Regions from separate parts of the Mus musculus genome. Here all the other regions are linked to region 1. Evidence: chromatin contacts called from public HiChIP or PLAC-seq and promoter capture Hi-C data. All regions are on one chromosome and are shown on one strand. The core of a region is the stretch at or near the end of the contact, and the rest is flanking DNA. Distances in the headings are between cores, read along the strand shown. Region 1 holds the start of Alg10b (asparagine-linked glycosylation 10B (alpha-1,2-glucosyltransferase)). Region 2 has its middle 28 kb from the start of Slc2a13. Region 3 holds the start of Slc2a13 (solute carrier family 2 (facilitated glucose transporter), member 13). Region 4 holds the start of Hdac10 (histone deacetylase 10). Region 5 overlaps Slc2a13 (solute carrier family 2 (facilitated glucose transporter), member 13). Region 6 holds the start of Dennd6b (DENN/MADD domain containing 6B).

Region 1 (3,417 bases), core at 642-3,141:
AAAAAAAAAAAAAAAAGTCTTTTAACCATTAACCAAGCCAGGCGTGGTGGCATACGCCTTTAGTCCCAGCACTCGGGAGGCAGAGGCAGGCAGATTTCTGAGTTCGAGGCCAGCCTTGTCTACAAAGTGAGTTCCAGGGCTACACAGAGAAACCCTGTCCGAAAACAAAAACAAAACAAACAAACAAAAAAACAACAACAACAAAAAAACCCCAAAACTCTAATAATAAAGTTTTACATTTTTCTACTTGGCTGATGGGAACAGAAATGAGATATAAATTTAAACTGCAAATGATGAAGCACTTTCAATTCAGTAGAAATTATAAACCATAAGACTATAGTTACAACTCCCAGTAAACAGCCATCTTCTACATAATTTTAGGTATATTACTATCTTCATCTTGTTCCACAAAAAAAAAAAAAAAAAAAAAAAGCTTAAATTAATAGAAAAGGTACCTGGCAGTTCTGAAACCTTACATTTTTAAATTTTGAAACGTTTCAGTTAACTAAGGAGAGTAGGGAGCACATATAAAAGGAGTTGGATGTCCAACCAAGTTCTTAGTGGCAATTATTCTGACGAGAATGTCTAGCATAGGAAGGCAGCCTTGTGCTCTTCCCTTTATCCATCATATCTAGCAAGGGCCAGAAGCTTCTATGGTATGCACTGGCCATGATTGAGCAAGCCCACTGGGCCTGAGGTCAATTGTAGACTAAATTATCTGGGAATGGTCTCAAATTGGTAAGTGTAACGTGTTCTCTGTAATCAAAGAGGATGTAAAGGGTGGAGGGAGTTAAGAAACGTCATCATGAATCCTAACGTAATTTAATTCTGGTTATTTCTAATAGTCGAGGAGAACTAGTAGAATACCCAGTTTCTTTTGATTCCAAGGTTGACAATTTAAAAGCAATCTCAGCTGCTATATGATGTGCTGCTGGCAAAATCAACCCGAATTTTCCAGAAGCTTTTCCTACAAAGCATCACCAACCATGCTGAAAACATACTTTGTCTTCAGCTTTCTTCAAATATCTTCCACCGTCAGTCTCAATTCCAATCTCACAATAAAGGGGTTATCTGAAGTCTCCGTAGCCCTCAACTTCATACATGTGAGCACTTTTTGAGACTACACACATAAATACTCCATCGCACCACACATTAAGATGCATAAGGGAAACGTACTCCAACAGAGACAGATATTAATGACTATTTATTACCTATTTTTAAGGACGACATTTACAGTGTCCCAGGCTGATCTAGAACTGGGAACAATCCTCCTGCCTCAGCCTCTCAAATGGGGCCAGTACAAGTGTGAGCCACCACTCACGGCAATAGCAACTAAAATTATATTCACGGAGGAGTGTTCCTCACCTACAAATGCCCCAACTCCTCACCAGGCACCAGGAAAATATTGCCCTGTAAACGAATAGATTCTTCAAAAGGGAAAGTCGCCCTGAAGCGAAGGGCTGGTTGTATGTTTCCATCTAAAAAGCATCAACCTTCATTATCAGCCAGAGACGATGAGAGGAAAAGCATTGTAATGATGGTTTTAGCGTCTCATCTCACTGGCAATGGAGAACAGGGATAACCGCAAACGAATGCAGTTTGGGAGCTTGGAGGTTAGAAAGCTGGGACCACTCATCGCCTTCTGGAGAGCAACAGACAACACAAGACACCCTTCTTTTCCAGAGCCTAGCGGCGGCGGCAGCATCACCTACAACAGCTCCCGCGCCCGAGCCCAGACCCGCCCCTCCCTCAGCCTCTGGCCACTCTGAGAGCTGCGAGCAGTGATTGACAGAGAAACCGTCCCGTCGTTGCATAAATGCTCCACTCCGGAACCGGTGACCCCCCCCCCCCCCACGCTTCCGTCCGACGCTCTCCCAGCATCCATTGCGTTGCGTCCTGTTCCCTGCTGTCCCTCGTCCCGCAGCGCTGGGCCTCTGAGCCCGCGTTCCGGGCTCGGCGCTCCGGGCTGCCCAGGGCTGGGCCCGGGACGCGGCTGCCCGCCCGCCCGCCCGCCCGCCATGGCGCAGCTGGAGGGCTATTACTTCTCGGCCGCCTTGAGCTGCACCTTCCTGGTGTCCTGCCTGCTCTTCTCCGCCTTCAGCCGCGCTCTGCGGGAGCCGTACATGGACGAGATCTTCCACCTGCCGCAGGCGCAGCGGTACTGCGAGGGCCGCTTCTCCCTGTCGCAGGTTGGTCTCTGCTGGCCCTGCCCCCGGGACGGATCCTCCCAACCTGTGCCTTTCCTCTCCCCGTCAGCCCTCCCAGACTTAAACCGTGAAGGGAGCTGCCTAGTGACTGTACCTAGCCTCGAGATTATGGCATATTTGTTAGGTGAATGCATAAAGATGATAGCTCCTCTTGGCAGTTGACCGATTTGTCTAACTAAGCCCTAGCACTAGAGACATGCAGGTGCTCCCTTGAACATGCATTAAAAACTACCTAAAGCTTAACCTATGAGGTTTTCCACCCGGTATTTTGAACGCGGAGTGGAGGATCTTAGGGCCCCCCAAAAGTTGATAGTTTTATTCTAACTTCATTCTTGGTCGTAGAAACTTACTGTTGTCTGGATTAAATTGGCAACTAGTCAGATTGCATCATTTAAAAAAATACATATCTGACTACAGAAATATGCACAGTGCAAAGAATCTTAAGATCCACCAGAGTTCTCATTATTGTTTGCCTGGTAGTTTGTAAAATTGGGACCTGGACAATTTAGTCGCAGAATATGCATTTTCTAAAGAGCAAGCCTTAGGAAGTAGAAATGAATAACTTACTGTCTGTTGGTTGTTGTCACCTTAATAATGGCAGACAGATTTGAGACAGGGAGCAAAACGTTCTTAAAATGGGGCTGGGGTGGTAGCTCAGTGGTTGAGAGCTCTTGCTGTTGTCCTGGAGAAGGCTACCAGACTTCTTTCTACCACAGTGAGCTGCTCACAACCATCTGTGACTCTAGGTCCAGAGGATCCAGTGCCACCTTCTGGCTTCCTCGGGTACCTGCATGCAGATGTTGCAAATAAGTATACTCAGGTGCATGGCACACACACTACATCTTAAAAATAAAACTTAAGAGATGTCTAGTCTGCCAGGATTTATTAATTATGTCATAGACGATCCTCTCCAAGTTCTTCATTATTAGGACAAATGAAACTTGATTATTTATTTATTTATCTTTTTTTGGCATTTTATATCAATGGGATAACTCTTGCTGTGCTTGACTGGTGGTCTTTTCTTTCTAAGTGGGATCCTATGATCACTACATTACCTGGCCTGTATCTGGTGTCGGTCGGTGTGGTCAAACCTGCCAGCTGGCTCCTTGGATGGTCTGAGCATGTGATCTGCTCCATTGGGGTGCTCAGATTTGTCAATCTTCTCTTCAGCGTTGGCAACTTCTACTTGCTGTATTTGCTCTTCAGGAAG
Region 2 (3,417 bases), core at 449-2,948, 1.4 Mb after region 1:
TCATGGTATCTATAACCTGGATTTTATTGATTAGGAATAACAGTGGATCCAAATAAGAAGTCTACTATTAAAGTCACATTAGCAAACAAAATATCTGGATTGGCCTTTCTTTTTGTAAAAATATAACTCTGATTCAAATATAAAGGTTGTGTCTTCAAAAATACCAAAATTTACATCATCTCTTTTCTTTTGGTCATAGATATACTTCCAAGGACCTCTCGGGCAATTTTGGCTGAATATCTTTAACCCATCCCTGTAAGCATCTAATGGTGCCAACAGCTGTTTATATCTGAAAGCACAATGTAGCAACAGTGGAGAACCATTTTCAGCTGAGCCCACAATAGAGGCGGGTGGTTGATGATAGGTAGCATTGTGAGGCATTTGGCTGTGGGGTGACAGCTCATCCTTAGCACTCCTGGGTTAGTTTGTTCTTCCTATTGTTCCCAAGTGGGCGTGAGGATTGCAGAGTGAGAGGTGTACCTTCCTCTGTAGCGACGGTGATGTCATCCTTTTGAAGGATGCTTTGAGATGATCCGCATAATTGAAACTATACTGCTTTATTATAATATTTTAATCTCATTTCATGTCCCAAGGGGCTATCTGTCCACTGGTTTCTTCTTGTACCGATGCGGCACAAGTTTGCAACGGCTTGAATACCGAGGGGGGCCAGATTACAAAGAGATCAAACATTTAATGGGATCACTGCTCCCTGCTGATGAGATAAGTCTGTTTCAAAGAATGCAAACATCTATCCATTGCTTCTTGCACAATGTTCCCTGTGCTGGTAGCCCATCACAGTCTATGTCTATATATTCTGATAGGTCACAGAAATCTTGGTTTTGTGCTTTCTCTCCAGATACTTTTAGCATTGAGGGCACATGGTTTCCTTTATGCTTTTGTTTTGACCAATGGTTACCTGAGCATCCTGGAATCAGTCCCTGAGTGCTTCCCAGGAGCCTGTGATTCTCCAGCATTACCCAGTAAGTTCTATACACTTCAGTCTTATCCCTGTCTAGGGAGCCACGAATTACGAAACACCAGTGGTCGGTACAAGGATCTGAACTTCCGAGTTCTAGATTCAGGCACTCTAGGCACTGCTGCTCCATGGTGAGCGCTTGCTGGCATTCTGTGAAGCTTTTATCCCACCAGAGCTCAGGGTTCAAAGCAGGGACAGAAGAACATACAGAGTTTCTCATCAGTATCACCAGATGTGCTCAGGATATAGAAGGTCTCATGGCCAAATTCGTGTTGTCTGCATAATACTGGAGTTCACTAAGCGGTTTGGTCAGGATGGCCCTTGGCAATCCTTGGGCTGGTAGAGGCATTCCTAACAGGGAAGCAAACAGAGTTCTATGGGAACTGGATGCACACAGCAGGATATTGTTAGAAAGTTTATTACATGCAGGCTACGCTGCATATTGCACATCGCCAGCCAATGTGAAGGATATGGGGAGAAATAGAGAGAGGTGGCATCCTTATGCAGGAGCCAATTGAAGATAAAAGTGAAGGCCCACATCTCGACCTCTTGTTTCCCACAGAAGTCGTAGCAACAGAGTTCGAGGAGATTTAAATGAACTTTGGGGCATTATTTGAAACGCTTCAAAATACTTGAGTCCTGCTCCGAAAGACTCCTACGCAGGGCAGAGAAATTTCCTAGCACCAGTGGGGATGCTCACGTTTGTGGTTCCTAGCACTCCTCCTGGCAGTGACTTGATGGACATCTGCTCTGAATCATTTTCCTTCTGCAAACTTCAGCTTTACCCACAGGAGACGCACGCACCCTTGGACTGGTTCCAGCACCATTCCTTGCAAAGATTTTGAAAAATAAACAAAAGCTATTAAATTGCCAGGAAGCCTAAAAGGCTTTTTAACAAATCAGCGGAAAGGAGATGTCTGGCATTTAGCCTGCAAAAATACTGAGAAATCCATGTACCAAGGGATGGGAGCTTATGAGCAAGGACCTGCTAAGATTCTTTAAAACACAGAAGTGGATGCTCACAGTCAGCTAATGGATGGATCACAGGGCTCCCAATGGAGGAGCTAGAGAAAGTACCCAAGGAGCTAAAGGGATCTGCAACCCTATAGGTGGAACAACATTATGAACTAACCAGTACCCCGGAGCTCTTGACTCTAGCTGCATATGTATCAAAAGATGGCCTAGTCGGCCATCACTGGAAAGAGAGGCCCATTCACTGGAAAGAGAGGCCCATTGGACACGCAAACTTTATATGCCCCAGTACAGGGGAACGCCAGGGCCAAAAAGGGGAAGTGGATGGGTAGGGAAGTGGGGGTGGGTGGGTATGGGGGACTTTTGGTATAGCATTGGAAATGTAAATGAGCTAAATACCTAATTAAAAATGGGAAAAAAAAACCCTATACAAAAAGAAGGGGAGAGAAAAAGAGAAAAAAAAAACATTTCTACTGGTACGATCCATGGAATTGGAGGCTAATAGTTATAACAAATGAAAAGCAGCGGTAACAGCAATAGAACCGACCAGAGAAAAAGATACACTCTCTTTTATTTTAACATAACCTTTCTATTGAATTTCACATCTTGCACCCTGATCACACCCACTTTCCAGTGCTTCCATGTTCACTTCCCCACCCTTGTGAGCTCCGCCCTAAAAAAAAAAAGTATAAATAAAAATAAGTCCGATTTGTCTTATCTATATACTCGCTGAGCCGTGGTCAAACTCTCAGTGGTCTGCCCCTTAAATAGAATTGAGTCCTTCCCCTCCCACACCCCGCCAGAAGCCATCAATTGTGGAGTGCTAACTTCAGCCTCCATATCACTTTTAAGAGTTTGTTTGTTTGTTTTTGTTTGGTTGGTTTTTTTGCAGCTGGAAGGTCTGGGTGTCATTTATTGACAGCGGCTTACACTGTGTTTTCTCCCCTTGATTGCTTCCTTCGGAGCGCTAACCCACAGCCCTCGGGAAGGAAAGGCAATCTCTGAGAGAGAGGGAGCAGGAAGGCAGGCGCACATGTCCTTGTTGGGTGTGCTCAGTCCCGGCAGGATGCAATCCTTCAAGCTGGAATCCCATTGGGTATTTGAGAAGGCGGATGTGGGGGGTGGAGAGGAAGTCTTCCACGGGACTCACATCTCAGTCCAGGCCTCTTGTCCCGTCCAAGTCCATCCAGGTTTTAGGACTGTGGTGGGGGCAGCGACAAGAGTTCTTTTCGATGTGTTCTTGTTTAGGCTGTTTGCTACTTTTGGGGGGTTGCCACAGAAGGTTTCCATGTCCCTCTTTCTCAACTGTGCATCTCAACTGCACAATCGCTATCACAGTGAAAGCAGCCTCCTCGCTCCTCATAGTCAGCCGGGAGCATTGACTGGTGTTGAATATGCTGAGCATGAGATCAGAGATAGGACTGGGCTAAAGACACAGAGAAGAGGCAGTTTAGGGTAAGAAGAGAAGT
Region 3 (3,417 bases), core at 242-2,741, 1.3 Mb after region 1:
TCCCTCTGCCAAGAGCACACCAAGAGTGCCTCCCCCGCTCAGCAAACAGGGTGACAAAAAAAAAAAAAAAAAAAAAAAAAAATCAATGCCCAGAGAACCTACATCTCTTCATTTCTAAAGTAAATTGCAAGTGTCTATCTTGCTGGGCATTTATCCACAGGAGTGGCTCCTAACTGAATCTAGGAAATGAACGTGACCTTTAATGGATAATTTGGTTCCCATATGGAAAAGGCAGAGAAGGCAAAACAAGAATGGTGAATGTTGGCCCAAAGTAAAAGTTCTAAGTCGGGTGGGAAAGGGAGACAGATTTCATCTAGAAAGGTGGAAAGGTTGAAAGTCAACCACAGAGCACAAAGCAAGGAGAGAAAATAGTGTTCTATTTAAAAATGATCCACTGCAGAGAAGATGGAACTGGAACGGAGCAGGGATTTTGGAGTTCAAAACTCCTTGACTCTACTAATTATTGCAGTTCGCAGTTCGTTTAAAGCTCGGTGGGCTTAGCATCCTAAAGGAGAACTGGCAGTGGGGAAATCACTCTCAGGGATGGCAGGGATGTGGAGACCCTCCTAAACTCAACAAGCGGCCTCAGGTTAGGCCGGATCGGGGAAAGCTGGGGTATCTTGAATTGCTCCAGACTGTCCGGCGCTGACTGACCCGCGGGCGACCGCAGATTCCACGTGGGAATCCGGGAGAAGGGAACGCATCCTCCACAGCCACCAGGGCGCTCGTGCCACCGAGCCCCCAAAGGACCGCGGAGCAGGGGAGAGCAAGGGGGTCAGTGGGGCTCGCGGGCGCGGCCACTCACCGATGCCGAGCCCCACGACCAGGCGGCCGGCCAGCAGCGTCTCCTTGTTGGCGGCGGCGGCCAGCACGGCGGAGCCCACGGTGCACAGGGCGCTGGCCAGCAGGATGGCGCTGCGCCGACCGAGGGCGCCGTTCAGGGCCCCTCCGGCCAGCGCCGCGACGGCGGCCGCGCCCACCGCGCCCGACACCAGCAGCTCCTGCCACATCGCGCCCAGGCGCATCTGGCGCCGCAGCAGCAGCATGGCCCCCGACACCACGCCGGTGTCGTAGCCGAACAGGAAGCCGCCGAGCGCCGAGAAGGCGGCGGCCGCGTACACGAAGGCCGGGGTCTCGTCGCGCTGGAACTGCCTGCGCGCCGCGCGCTCCAGCTCCGCGCCCTGCAGGCTGGCGGCCGACTCGGCGGCCAGGAGGCTGCGCTCCCCGCCTGGCGCCCCCGGCTCCGGCTGCCGGCGGCGCCTCTCGCCCATCAGGCTGCTCAGGCTGCGCAGCGTGTACTCCACGTCCTCGCTCGCCTTGCGGGACATGGGACAGGCGGACGCCGCCGAGGCGGCTGCGGGGAAGTTGCGTGTGGGGCGCCGCGCACTCTCTGCCAGCTGCTGAGCCGCTGCTCTTCTGCCACCCGAGCCACCCGCCTCGCAGCCTCTGCTAAGCTGGCGCTACGGAGCGGCCGGGGGCGGGGTCGTGCGTCACTTGCCCGCTTGGAGGGGAGGGGCGAATGGGACCCACCTCCCCCTGGTGGGCGGAGACAGAGAAGAACTCCTCCCCCTGGACGCTGCCACCTCCCTCTGTGGGCGGGGTTAAGCGGAGGTCCCCTGGAGACAAGAGCTCTTTGGAGTCAGGGTACCAGGACACAGGGAAGCTTGCCTTCTGGCTGCAGATGAGCTGCTTGCTATCCAGAGCACTCAAGCTCACAGCAGGCTAAGGATCAGGTGAAAGACTCCTTCTGCCCTCCTGCTTGCAATCCGAGGTGGCTGAGACTGCCTGACACTCACCTACTTCTGTCCTTTTGCAGTGAGTGTCCGTGTCCCTTGGCTCTCATGCAATTAGTTTGTTTTGGAGCAATTTGGGACCATGGTCACTGGTGTCTCTAGTTTCCTTTCTCCCTGCTACTCCGTCTTTAAATTCCGCCCTTCTAAAATGCATTTGCATCTTGACTTTCTGAGGGGAGAAAGAGAGACAGAGACAGAGACAGAGACAGACAGACAGAGAGACAAGAGACAGACAGACAGACAGACAGCAACTCTTCTCTCACGAGAAGGCTTCCTGTGGATTCCCAGAGGTAAAGCAACTTTAGCTGTGCGTATATACATCACCTTCTCACATAACTAGCTGATTCCAAGTGGAACAAGGAAACTCAAGAATGTGATCTGTTGTGTGATTGGCAATTACCACCTTTCTTGCCCAGCATGCGAGCCTAAAAAGATACCTTCTCCCTGACAATTCCTGCTGCTGCCCCATTGATTTGAAGAAGCGATTTTAGATGCCCCATTTGCCTGAAACAAAGTAATTTCAAATGGTTTGAGGATGGTTGTTTTAATTGCTAATTGCCAGTTGTTGGCTGGTTTGGAAACCTCCCGTTGATTTAAATATTCTGTAAATTATTTTATGTTGTTTCATTTCCGGAGATAGAGACTAATCAAGTGTCTTTCTGCTGCAGTCTCATTCTTCAGGCGTAGGACACCAGATTTAAATGAAAAAGAAATTTAAAACCCATGGTTTCCGTGAACAATTCCTGTCTTCATTTACTTCCCTTATTTGAACAAATGTTTCTTAGCACGAACCCTATTCATGCAGTTTAAGCTTGTTTCCTTCAGAGAAATTGTTTCTGTCATCCTATTACACTATGAAGTTATTAGACTTTCCCAACGTCCCTTTCACCTTGATTTTTAGTCACCAAAATATCTCACTTTCCAACCACATTTCTCCAAATGTGGGGGGGGGGCGGTTATCTCAGAGGAATAACTTTAAATGTATCGTGTAACTTTAAAGCAAGGTTTTGCCGTCTTCCCAAGGAGAAATTAAACACAGACTTATCTCTCAAATAATGAAACAATAACTTAGACTTCAGAAGATTCAGGCTTGAGTCTTTCCCAAGCCCATAGCAGCAAAACTGCACCCCCTGGTGGTCAGCTTGTTCACGTAGATTCTGCAGAGAACTCTTGTTGAGTTGAAACAAGCTGAACTTCAAATCCAGCTGACCTATTGAACACCGTGACTTCTACTCACTAGGAGCTCCAAATTCAACTTTGGGGTTCCAGAACACGGAACCAACTACTCCTTAAAATCGTCTACACCTCGTAATTTATATCCATGAGTTTAAGATGACCTCGGAAGGAAATGTGACATTGGTAACATAACCGCTAAGGAAATGTGACCTTGGTAACACAACCGCTCTTCCGGGTTCTTGGGAGGAGCCAAGTTCAGTTAGGCACACCACAACATTCTACTAACATGGAGTTCCTTGTAGCTTCTTCTCATTTAACTTCATGGCGAAATTGAAAGTCCGAGGGCTGAGACAAAGCAGAGTACACCTCCAACAGCGTTTCACAAAATGTTTGAAATCGCCAGATTACTATATGAACCACTTTGTCTTACTTACAAAGCCTCAGCAAG
Region 4 (3,417 bases), core at 438-2,937, 1.1 Mb before region 1:
GGTCAGAAGTGAGGTCCCTTAGCAACTCCACAGCTTCTCAAAGAACCCTAACTCTTAAGACCCCTAGTCTCACCACTGGAATTTTATCCCCAAAATGGTGAGCGGCAGAGAAGGGCTGTGTCCACACCCCAGCTCACCTGGGGTCATCGTTGAAGATATACTGGATGCCCTGGCCATGGTGGACATCCCAGTCGACAATGAGAATCCTAAATTCGGACAGTACTGGGGATTACTGGAAGTGGCTGCCTTTCCACCTTTAGGCTAGGAGCTCAGCCAGGAGTGGAGGGAGCTGGGTGGGACCTCTTAACCACCAACTCCACCTCTTCCTATTTAGTTTGGGTCCCCCACACTTGCAGGTCAAGCTTGGACACACCTCTGCAGCCCATATTTCTGCTTGGCATGTTTGGCTGCTAGAGCCACATTGTTGAACACACAGAATCCATTGGCAGCTGCCCTCTGACTGTGGTGCCCTGGAGGCCTAGGGTGTAAAAAAAAAAAAAGGAAACACCGGGCATGTCAGAGTCATTCTGTCCCCTCACAGGGTCACACACAGACAGCTAGGGGAGGAAGGTGGTTCTCACCTCACCAGGGCAAGCCCATTGTGCACAGCTCCTGTTAGCACAGCATCGACCAGCTGCAGTGCAGCCCCCGCTGCCAGCCGGGCACAGTGAAAGGTGTCCTGTGAGCCAGAGTGCAATTGAGCCTGGGACCTGACCTGCTTGTCCCAGGTTGCAGGTTTCCCACTGCTGAGCAGACAGGGCTGGGGCATTGGCAAGCAAAACATGGTAGGGTACGGTCATAAAGCATAAACAAGGAGACACTGGCAGGTGAGCAGACTTGGGTGTGAATGCACCTAGGCAGGCATATGGACATAAATCTGGGTGAATGGGCGTGTATGCTGGCTCGCACCGGGTGAAAGTAGACAGCATTGTACTGCTTAGACAGTGCGTGGAGCTCCTCTTTATCCAGGGTCTGGGTCTTCTGCACCAGGGCTATATATTCCGGGCTGCAGATCAGCAGGCGGGCCACCAGCAGGACAGGAAGGAAAGGAGCAGAGATTCCTGGTGGGAGTGCCCACCCAGTAATCCCTTTTAGCCCACACCACGGTGAACCCAAGGGAATGCTAGCGGAGCTATAAAAGGTTCGGGTCCCCAGATCTGTCATAGTCTGACCTGTGCACCAAGCCCAACTCTTCCTCTGATGCCTCACAAGCTGACAAACACAGGCACCTTTCTTCCAGGCCACGCTGCCGCAGGCCATCCAGGGCAGCTGTCAGGCGCTCTGGGCACTCAATTTCGCACTCGGGGCTGGAGCAGACAAGGATCTCAGTGTTCAGGGTTCCCTCCCGGCCCCCTACTTCTGTCAAGACACACTTACTCATCCCAGAGCAGTCGAGTGGCTGTCATGTCCTCGTGGTACACAAGTGCTGTGCCCATAGCTACACCGTGGTCACTTTGATCCGCTCTAACGCAACACGCCCTCTGCCGGCAGGTAATTGCACTGCCCGGTCTCACCTAACTATGCACGTAAACAATCCTCACTCGGGACGAACTGGGTTGTGCACGCTGGACCTGGGCAAGAGGAAACCACCCCAGGCCCAGGTCCGGGCTCAAGCCCGCCCGATTGTCAGAAGAGAACCGCTGGAAACTGAACTAAGCGTGACGCCAAACGCCTAACTTCCGGCTTCCTCTTTTACAGACTCCGGCCCGCCCCTAGGCGAGATTAGGGTGGAGTAGACCAAAAGGCTGAGCTCCCCTGGGATTGCGCGCGCTCTGTGTGTCTTTCTCTCTCTGCCTCTCTTTCTCTCATTGTCTCTTTCTCTTAGGCTGCAACTTCAGTGCCACCGACAACTACGTGTGGCGCGGAGCCTACGACCAGTACCGCCTCCAGTGTCCTTCTTGAAATGGATAGGAAGACAGGGCTGCCTGTCCTCAGGCCATCCATAGCTACAGCCGCAGCTATGCTTCCTTCTTGCCCCCAGCATCCTCCTAGCCTAACCTGGTAGTTTAGGCCACAGAGTCAGAAATGCCAACTGTCAATCACAACCAATTTGCCTGCTCCCGCAGGTGAAAGATGGAGAGGAGAGAAGTGAGCAGGGTGTGTATGTGAGTGCCTGCGGGGGCTGGCCTGGGCTGGATCAAAGCACTGAACTTCCAGAAGGGACTGACAGAAAGGCCACAGGTAAGAAAGAGGCCACTGGAATAGAAGAGTTATATAAGACGCCAGGCCAGCCAGGAAAACTGCAGCACAGTGTGAGGCTAGGAAGGGTAGAGGGTTCTGAGCAAGGAAGGGTGAGGAAGCAGGGAAGGGGGCCTTAGGAAAGGAGGAACAAAGGAGACATGAGCTCAAATACCAGCTAAGACTATACATATATATATATATATATATATATATATATATATATATATATATATGTATGTTTGTATGTATATATGTATATATATATACACACACACAAATAAACACACACAGATATATACACACATATATACATACACATATATACATACATGTATATATACATATATATGTATATACATATATATATATATACACACACACATTTCCATAGTCCAGCCTTGTCTCCAGTTCCGAAATGAGTGTTGGCATTACAGATGCCTCAAGATGGGGGGAAGGGACAAGACACACCCCCAGGATGATGAGGGGAAGGGGGCAAGGCTGCCGCTGACGTCTGTGATAGGAACACATACAACTATCATGTACAGGGGAAACCAAAGAGCCCTGGAGTGGTTAGAAGTAGGTGCCCTCTGCCATACTCAGGAGTTGGGAGTTCAGGCAAGGATTTTGGAGGAGCCCAAAGCTTCTCCATCTTCTAAAAGCCAATTAACTACCCTGGTTTATGTATATTGTGGGGTAGGGCATGAACTGAGCCACACCTCTGTAACTGGGTGAAGTATTTGAAGCCTTGGACCATGGTTATCACAAGGGGATTCAGGCAGTGGAGCCATGGTCATGGCATCTCCTCTGACAAGATTAGACTGGGCAAAGTGTATTTGCCCAGAACTTGTCAAATGAAGGGAATGAAAGACCTCACCCTTATGTCCTGCCCTGTCGCACCTGTCCTTGGGACATGAGGAAGAACATGGACCATCTAACCAGCCCAAGTGTGGTCTCGTGTCTAATGGCTTGCAGATGACAGTATGGGTTCAGGGAGGCTGCCAGGGAAATGCTGGTAGAGAGCTAAGACCTTCCTCACTAGAAGTCTGGACCATTGGAAGACAAATGCTGCAAACTCAGAAAGAAGGAGGCATCCCTCTATCTGGGTCTTAACATCATCTTCCCCACCATCCTCCCTTGCATCAGTCTCCAGACCTCCTGCTCAGACTCTGAGCCTTAAGAGTACAGTCATTCAAGAAGGGAGGGGCCAAGCCCTAATGTGGCTTGAAGCATTGGCAA
Region 5 (3,417 bases), core at 240-2,739, 1.1 Mb after region 1:
ACCACCGAGAATACGTGTTTACTGATGGTCGTGACCCACAGGTTAAGAACTGTTGTTCTAGATGTTCCAAGTAGGAGAGAAGATAACGAACCATTGGCGTCAGAGTACTAACTACAGCAATACTGTAGCAGAAGGTCCTGAAGACAGAGGAAAGAGGTTTGTACCATTCTTCACAGGTGTCATTCTTACACAGGTGAACATGATGCTTGCCCTTCTAGTCCCCTGGCAAGAGCCAGGAACACAGTGTTGGATGAAGCACAAGCCTGGCTTCTTGGGCCCTCTGGTATATATGGTAAAGGTAGGGGTATGCCCAGAGCATGCGATAGGAGGCCTGCTGGGGATGCATTAGAAGGGACTAGACAGATAATATTTTACATACATCACATGGAGATATGAGTACAGTGACTTTACATTCCATCTTTAAAAAATCCTATAGGTGCAACAACATTATGAACTAACCAGTACCCCAGAGCTCTTGACTCTAGCTGCATATGTGTCAAAAGATGGCCTAGTCGGACATCACTGGAAAGAGAGGCCCATTGGACTTGCAAACTTTATATGCCCCAGTACAGGGGAATGCCAGGGCCAAAAAGTGGGAGTGGGTGGGTAGGGGAGTGGGGGGGGAGGGTATGGGGGGCTTTTGGGATAGCATTGGAAATGTAAATGAGGAAAATACCTAATAAAACATATAAAAAATTATCCCAACTTAATATCATCACAACTGATAAAATCATGTAGACAAGGCAACTATGTGTGTGATGGGTGGAGGGCTGGGAAGGGACAGAACAAGATCTTTAGACTTTAGTAAACACAGGTTTGAAATCGATTTGCAAAGAACTTCTGTACTGTGCCATTACCCACCAGTGTTTCTCTAAAGCTGCAGTCTCTACACAGTTTTATTTCAAGGCTTTTGTTTCTGGGTCTGAAAGTGGTTAAGTGCTGGGCCCCATGGTGCCAGAATGCATGTCCTGGCTGGATAGATGACTCGGTGAATGGCACAGTGTCCTACATGGGTGAGCTATTCTCAGGCTTACACTCTGCTTAGGTGTGGGGCTCCAGCCTTCCCAAGGGGCATCTCATCAGCCCTGTTTCCGGTGCCTTATCATTTTCTGTTTGCTTCCTTGTTAAACGGGAAGCTGTGCTGTAAGGATTTCTATCCTGGCAGGCATGGGGATGCTCAGGGATAGAAGAATTGTGGGGTTGGGGGGCACTCATAAGCACTTGGAGACAAGAAGCTTAGGAAAAGAGAGCTCTCCCAGACACATTGTCCAGAACTCTTGTAGTGGTGAAATATGTACAGAGCTACTATGTACAGACAAAACATAAGCATGTAACTGCTCTCACAAATCCAGGGTATCTAAGGATAGAGTACTAGAAATAACAGTGAAAGGGCACTGAAAAAAACCATGCTCTTACCATAGTATGTAAGATACTCTGCTGTGTGTAAAAAGGTCAAAGAAACCAGCACGTTGAAAATCCAGTTTATTCCAGCTGAGCACGCATTTCCTGTACTTCTTGCCCAGAGAGGATAGATTTCAGAGTTCACGGTCCAGGGCATTGGTCCCATTCCTGAGAAGTAAATAATGAAAGCTACAGTAAAAAAAAAAATCACCTATGGGATGAAACACAGTAGCCTGACTCTTCCAAGAGGGGACAATGCAAATGCAAAGAGGTGACAAGGGGACAATGCAATGCAAAGAAGTGACAAAGCCTTGCTTACCAGGTGCAAAGAAAACAAGGTACAACACCAGGCCCACGAGTGCTGTCCAGGAGTAGGGGGTAGGGCAGAAACTGTAAGCCCAGTGAGCACCTTCAGCTTTGAACTTGGTTTCATTATCACACCTGAAAAACAGAAATCAGTTCAGTGTTTAGGACATAGCTGTAGACATTAATGTAATTATAGTGGATGACTTTGGAAATTCTTCAACGTCCTAAGGGAAAAAAGGTGAACATATGTTTTTATTTGTTTTTAGAAAATTCAAATCTTATGTCCTGAACATACATATGCAAATAGTCATATTAAAATGAGAATAAACTGTAGAGTATACATGTAAATCCACACCATTGGAGTTCAGTATAATTCGAGTGGATGGGTCATGCATTGTTTCTTACCCAACTGCCACAACTGAGAGAGAGAGAGAGAGAGACAGACAGACAGACAGACAGACAGAGACAGAGAGACACAGAGAGAGAGAGACAGAGAGACAGAGAGACAGATGGAAAGAGTGAGAGACAGAAACAGACAGACAGACAGACAGACAGAGATAGAGAGACACAGATACAGACAGACACTGCCTGGCAAGGGCTTGAAAACATCAAAGCCTATTGCCAGTGACACACCTCCTCCAACAAGGCCACACCTCATTCAATGAGGCCACACCTCCTAGTCCTCCCCAACAGTTATACTAACTGGGTACTGAGCATTCAAGAATATTACTGTATGGGGGCCATTCTCATTCACACCCAAATACAAAATACATTCAGTCCAATGCCAAAAATTCTTCATAGCCTTTTAGTGCCATTACTGTTTAAAAGTTCAAAGTCTGTTCTGAGACCCATGGCAATCTTTAAACTATACTTCCTATAGAATCAAAATCAAAAGAGCAAGTAATTTCCAATGTACAATGGCACAGAATATACATCACCACTCCAAAAGGGTGGAAAGAAAGCATAGTGAGGGAACACGGGTCCAAAACAACAGCAAAATCCAGAAGGGCAAACCCCAGAGTTCTGTATTTCTATGTCCAAGGACAAATCTCTCTTCAGAGATCCAACTCCTTCCAGCTTTGTTGCCTGCTACTTAGCTTTCCTCCTTTTGGGCTGGTCCACACCCTGTCTGAAATACTCCTTAGCAGGTATCTCAAGGGCCTGGCATCTCCAGTGTCTTGGTGTCTCCAACATAACCCTGGCTTTACCATCACAACCTCATTCTGGGATACCCCTGCCTTGTTGTAGGCCTCAGCAGCTTTCCCTAACTGTAGAGGGATATTCTACAACCCTTTTCATGTGTCATTCTTGACTCTAAATCCAGAACCACGTGACCAGAGCTGACAAGCTCTGCTGTTTGTTGGGGCTGGAACCTGGCTCTTTCCTAGAATTACATTTCCATAAACTTCCTGTTGTTTTTTGGGCCAAGGAAATCCCTTAGTGTTTTCCTTTCACAGATTGTTGTCAGGAGAGTATCATTCCTATCCTTCCACTGGGCAACAGGCTTTTCATTATATGTCTCATCTCCTTGAGCACAAGACTTGGCTACATTTCCTGGTGTTCTCTTTCTCTTCAAACTGTACAGTTTGTATCTTTCTTTGCCCTCCTTGCTCCTTTTCATTATTGATCTGTGAGAAGTGGCCATCAGGGACTTAGAGAGGGAGAGTTGGCCCCATCTCTCACCTCAGCAAAAAAAAAAAAAGGAGAGCT
Region 6 (3,417 bases), core at 574-3,073, 1.0 Mb before region 1:
GTAGACCAGGCTGGCCTGGAACTCAGAAATCCACCTGCCTCTGCCTCCCAAGTCCTGGGATTAAAGGCGTGGGCCACCACCACCGGCTCATAGTCATTACCTTAACTGGACCTGTCAAAAGCTTCATTGAGCCTGTAACACTTTCTTCCTCCTCCTATCTTCCTGGTGGTTTTGTGGGTTTTGCTTTTTGTTGTTTTTGTTTCCTTTTTTAAAATTATTTATTTATTATATGTAAGTACACTGCAGCTGTCTTCAGACACACCAGAAGAGGGAGTCAGATCTTACGGATGGTTGTGAGCCACCATGTGGTTGCTGGGACTTGAACTCAGGACCTTCAGAAGAGCAGTCGGGTGCTCTTACCCGTTGAGCCATCTCACCAGCCCCCTCCCTTTTTTTTAAAAGACAAAGTCTCACTATGTAGCCTTGGCTTGCCTGCTCCAGGTTGGCCTTGAGCATAGAGATCAGCCTGCTTTTGCCTCCAGAGTACTAGATTAAAGAAAGACATGTGCCACAATGTGTTCTCTCTCTCCCCTCTCTTTCATTCTTTCCTTTCTCTTTCTTTCAACAAGGTCTGATTCTATAGCTCAGGCTCCTTTGGGACTCTATCAATCCAGACTAGCTTCAAACTAATCATCTTGCTTCACCAACCTCCCATCCCCCACCCAGTCCCCGAAATGCTGGGTTTGCGCGCACTACTATGCCTGGCTGATATTTTCATCTTATCTAGTAGAAGAGAAGCTGCCTTTCTTTGTAGGTGGGTAAGGGGGATGGAGGCCTTCAGACCACAGAAAGACCACATCAAAAGCCTAAGACCCTGCCCAGCTGCTCACAGCTGGTGACCAGATGCCAAAGGTTGAGAAGAGCTCAAGACACAGGAACCAAGCAGGGCCTCACAGGGTCTGGATCTGATTCTAATTGAAAGACAAGAGGAATGCCAGAAGCGAACTACCAGTGACACTGAAGACTGCAGCAGACCCAGTGTGAGACCTGGGGGCGGTGGCGGGGGCAAGGTGGGGGGAACCCTAGGACTCTGGCTTGAGCAACCAAGGGGCTGGAGATATGTTTGCCTCTTTGGAGAAAGGTCCATGTTAGATGCTGCGTAGGATACATTGATGGACAGGCAGTCAGGCTTTACAGATCTTTCCTTCCTTGGCCTGGGAAGGGTTTCTAGAGCTCTGAGGAAGAGGCTCCTCTTGGAGAGGTGACAGGCAATAGGAAAGAGGAGGTCTCTAAGCTAGTCACTAGCCGAAGGAAGTGGGGGAAAGGTCAGCCTGAGGGTGCAAAATATTCCGAGAGGCTCCTAAGAAGACCCTAGACCAAGCAGGAAGGCTACAGGCGAAAAGTCCTGCTTCCTGGAGGGTGGGCGCCCCGGGTAGAGAAACCGCGCGGCGGCTTAGAGGAATGGGAGGAAAGAAGCAGGGGTGCAGGCGAGAGAAGGGAGGAGCGTGAGGGGGAGGGGCATCGGGAGAGGAGGGACGTCCGGAGAGGAGGGGCCTCTGGAGAGGTTCAGGCCGCCGAAGGAGAGGTACTAAGACAGTTCTGGAGGGTCAGCCAGCCCATCAGCTCACCTCTAGCGCCTGGCCCAGCTCCAGATCGAAGGTGACCACGCACACACACTCCAGCCAGGCAGAGAAGCGCGCCCAGGGCATCTCCGCGGTCCGCGCCGCGCGGCCGGAGGACGAGGATCTTGTCGCGCCTAGTCCTCCGCCAGCTTGCCGGGGCCCGGGACCCACCGGCACCTCCATGGTAGCAGCTCCAGCGGTACCCGGGCACGTTGCGGAGAAACGCAGGGGTTCACCTGGGCCGCCTCGGAGCAGTCGAGCTGCCGCCGTAGGCCAGAAGGGCCCCGGAGCAGCCGCGCGCCCCCTGGCGCTAGAGGAGCGTCCGCCCTAGAGTGTCGCCTAACGTACCAGCGAGAAAGGCCCCAGCCGGTTAGAAGGGTCTAGAGATGGAGGCGCTTCCCGATAATGGAGATTGCGTGACCCGGGTCGGCCAGTAGGTGGCTAGTGTGGCCCTGCATCTGGCAGAAGAGAAAGGGCGGTTCCTGATGTCATCTCTGCCTGGCGTATGGATTGAGGGACTCTGGGCGTATAGTGGTGTCTACCAGGGGTGTCTGGGCAACATAGAATTATGTTGGGCACCACCCCCCCCCCAGGGGTATCCAACCCGGCCGAGGGTTGTGAGCCTAATGTTTATTTGTGTGTCATCGCTTGTCGCGGACAGCTTTTGTGCTGGACAATCGCCCAAGGTAGTTAAAGACAAACCTCAAAATGCTTTAAAAGTGTGAAAACCACGGGTGGTTTGTGGTGGTGCACGCCTTTAGTTCCAGCACTCTGGAGGCAAAGGCAGGCGAATCTCTGAAGTCTAAGCAAGCCTGGTCTACAGAGCAAGTGTCCAAGACAGTTCGGGCGACACACAGAAACCCTGTCACGGGAAAATGAAGACAAACAAAACAAACAAAGCGTGAAAAATAATGTTTGGGGCTAAGAGATGGCTCAGCGAGTAAAAACACGGGCTGCACTTCCGTGCAGAATGGGGGCTCTGTTTCCAGCACCCACAAATGTAACTGTACTTCCAGGAGATTAGACGCCCTCTTCCAACCTCCGAGAGCGCCAGGCACGCGTGTCTGTACTACATTGGGCACCTTCACCCATCCGCCTTTAATGAAGGCCATTCTGCCTGAGTTGGCGGGTCCACCCAGACCTAGTCCCACTCCAGGCTAGTGTGCCTACTTTGGCTAGCAAAGAGGGGCAGCCTGGTCAACGAATGCTGCTGCCTTTGGGATTAAGGTAGTTGCAGAGCCTAGTTCTAAGGATAAGGATTATAGAAGAGTGAATTTAGAATGAAGAGGTAATGAGGCAGGCTAGAAAGACAGGAACATTTGGGGGAACCTAAGAAGGGGGAAGGAGAGCCTTCGCCTACCTGCCCCAAGCATAAATAACAATTAAGGCCCTTCTCCCTTCCCTGCTATAAACTTGCAATTTTCCATTAGAATCCCTGGCTTACAGGGAAAAGGGGCATACACCAGATCTCTTGGGCAACCCTAGTAGTTTTGTTTTTACTTTATTAAAGATTGCCATCTAAGGCATTCCAAAGAGCTACCTCACCCATCCTTCTCAGCAAAACGGGGAGGAGGTGTTAGTAATCTTTTGAGATACAACCTGAGAGCCGTCAAGATGGGAGAGATGACCAATGCTAAACAATGGTAACTCTCTCATGGATCTGCCTTATTGGGTCCTTGAGAAGCCTACACCTATGCTCTTGGATGTGTCTTACTTTCTTCTGAGTGCCCCCAACAAACACCCTGTATGAGACAGGGTCTCTCTATGTGGTCCTGGCTGGTGAGGAACTTGATATGTAGACCAGGCTCACTTTGAACTCCTGAAACTCTGCCTGTCTCTGCTGAGACTAGAGGTA

What was found. Promoter capture Hi-C pulls out the DNA fragments that hold promoters and counts their contacts. HiChIP or PLAC-seq counts read pairs in DNA pulled down with a chosen protein or histone mark.
Region 2: a contact with region 1 is called in a promoter capture Hi-C map of frontonasal cranial neural crest, with 9 times the contacts expected there. The contact joins the enhancer-like site here to the promoter of Alg10b in region 1. A contact is called at or near these places in 6 of 39 promoter capture datasets (the 3T3-L1 cell line, 3T3-L1-derived adipocytes, frontonasal cranial neural crest and 2 more) and 2 of 115 datasets of contacts at active chromatin or transcription factors (astrocytes and large pre-B cells).
Region 3: a contact with region 1 is called in an H3K4me3 HiChIP or PLAC-seq map of stem cell-derived neural progenitor cells, with 6 times the contacts expected there. The contact joins the promoter of Slc2a13 here to the promoter of Alg10b in region 1. A contact is called at or near these places in 9 of 39 promoter capture datasets (the 3T3-L1 cell line, 3T3-L1-derived adipocytes, cranial neural crest and 5 more), 3 of 484 Hi-C or Micro-C datasets (cortical neurons and muscle stem cells), 6 of 115 datasets of contacts at active chromatin or transcription factors (astrocytes, embryonic forebrain, embryonic stem cells and 3 more) and 1 of 9 other capture datasets (adipose tissue).
Region 4: a promoter capture Hi-C map of pre-B cells shows a contact between it and region 1. The contact joins the promoter of Hdac10 here to the promoter of Alg10b in region 1. A contact is called at or near these places in 2 of 39 promoter capture datasets (the HPC-7 cell line and pre-B cells).
Region 5: a promoter capture Hi-C map of liver shows a contact between it and region 1, with 3 times the contacts expected there. The contact joins the enhancer-like site here to the promoter of Alg10b in region 1. A contact is called at or near these places in 8 of 39 promoter capture datasets (the 3T3-L1 cell line, 3T3-L1-derived adipocytes, frontonasal cranial neural crest and 3 more) and 3 of 115 datasets of contacts at active chromatin or transcription factors (the NIH/3T3 cell line, embryonic stem cells and stem cell-derived neural progenitor cells).
Region 6: a contact with region 1 is called in a FOXA1 HiChIP or PLAC-seq map of pancreatic cancer cells. The contact joins the promoter of Dennd6b here to the promoter of Alg10b in region 1. A contact is called at or near these places in 1 of 39 promoter capture datasets (pre-B cells) and 1 of 115 datasets of contacts at active chromatin or transcription factors (pancreatic cancer cells).

Annotation. Positions count from the first base shown.
Region 1 is chr15:90,222,420-90,225,836 of GRCm38.p6, forward strand. It overlaps Alg10b (asparagine-linked glycosylation 10B (alpha-1,2-glucosyltransferase)), which reads left to right and starts at 1,892. Exons shown (of 3, transcript NM_001033441.3): 1 at 1,892-2,189; 2 at 3,238-3,417. The coding sequence starts at 2,019. It overlaps Mir7648 (microRNA 7648), which reads left to right and starts at 1,941; the gene lies at 1,941-1,993.
Region 2 is chr15:91,599,638-91,603,054 of GRCm38.p6, forward strand. No RefSeq gene overlaps it. Among named protein-coding and RNA genes, the nearest start is that of Slc2a13, 28 kb to the left of the region's middle. Within about 2 kb of position 1,699, at least 10 of the 459 cell types and tissues checked have an H3K27ac peak or open chromatin away from gene starts, as enhancers often do.
Region 3 is chr15:91,571,770-91,575,186 of GRCm38.p6, forward strand. It overlaps Slc2a13 (solute carrier family 2 (facilitated glucose transporter), member 13), which reads right to left and starts at 1,492. Exons shown (of 10, transcript NM_001033633.3): 1 at 806-1,492. The coding sequence starts at 1,328.
Region 4 is chr15:89,127,013-89,130,429 of GRCm38.p6, forward strand. Hdac10 (histone deacetylase 10) reads right to left here and starts at 1,688. Exons shown (of 20, transcript NM_199198.2): 1 at 1,378-1,688; 2 at 1,173-1,307; 3 at 910-1,006; 4 at 582-679; 5 at 374-478; 6 at 138-206. The coding sequence starts at 1,436. It overlaps Gm46530 (a long non-coding RNA gene), which reads left to right and starts at 1,527. Exons shown (of 2, transcript XR_001781738.2): 1 at 1,527-2,181.
Region 5 is chr15:91,274,647-91,278,063 of GRCm38.p6, forward strand. Slc2a13 (solute carrier family 2 (facilitated glucose transporter), member 13) reads right to left here. Exons shown (of 10, transcript NM_001033633.3): 8 at 1,721-1,842; 9 at 1,417-1,569. Among named protein-coding and RNA genes, the nearest start is that of CN725425, 77 kb to the left of the region's middle. Within about 2 kb of position 1,490, at least 5 of the 459 cell types and tissues checked have an H3K27ac peak or open chromatin away from gene starts, as enhancers often do. A contact at or near this core is called in liver, where this site is marked.
Region 6 is chr15:89,194,651-89,198,067 of GRCm38.p6, forward strand. Dennd6b (DENN/MADD domain containing 6B) reads right to left here and starts at 1,824. Exons shown (of 20, transcript NM_027081.3): 1 at 1,569-1,824. The coding sequence starts at 1,745.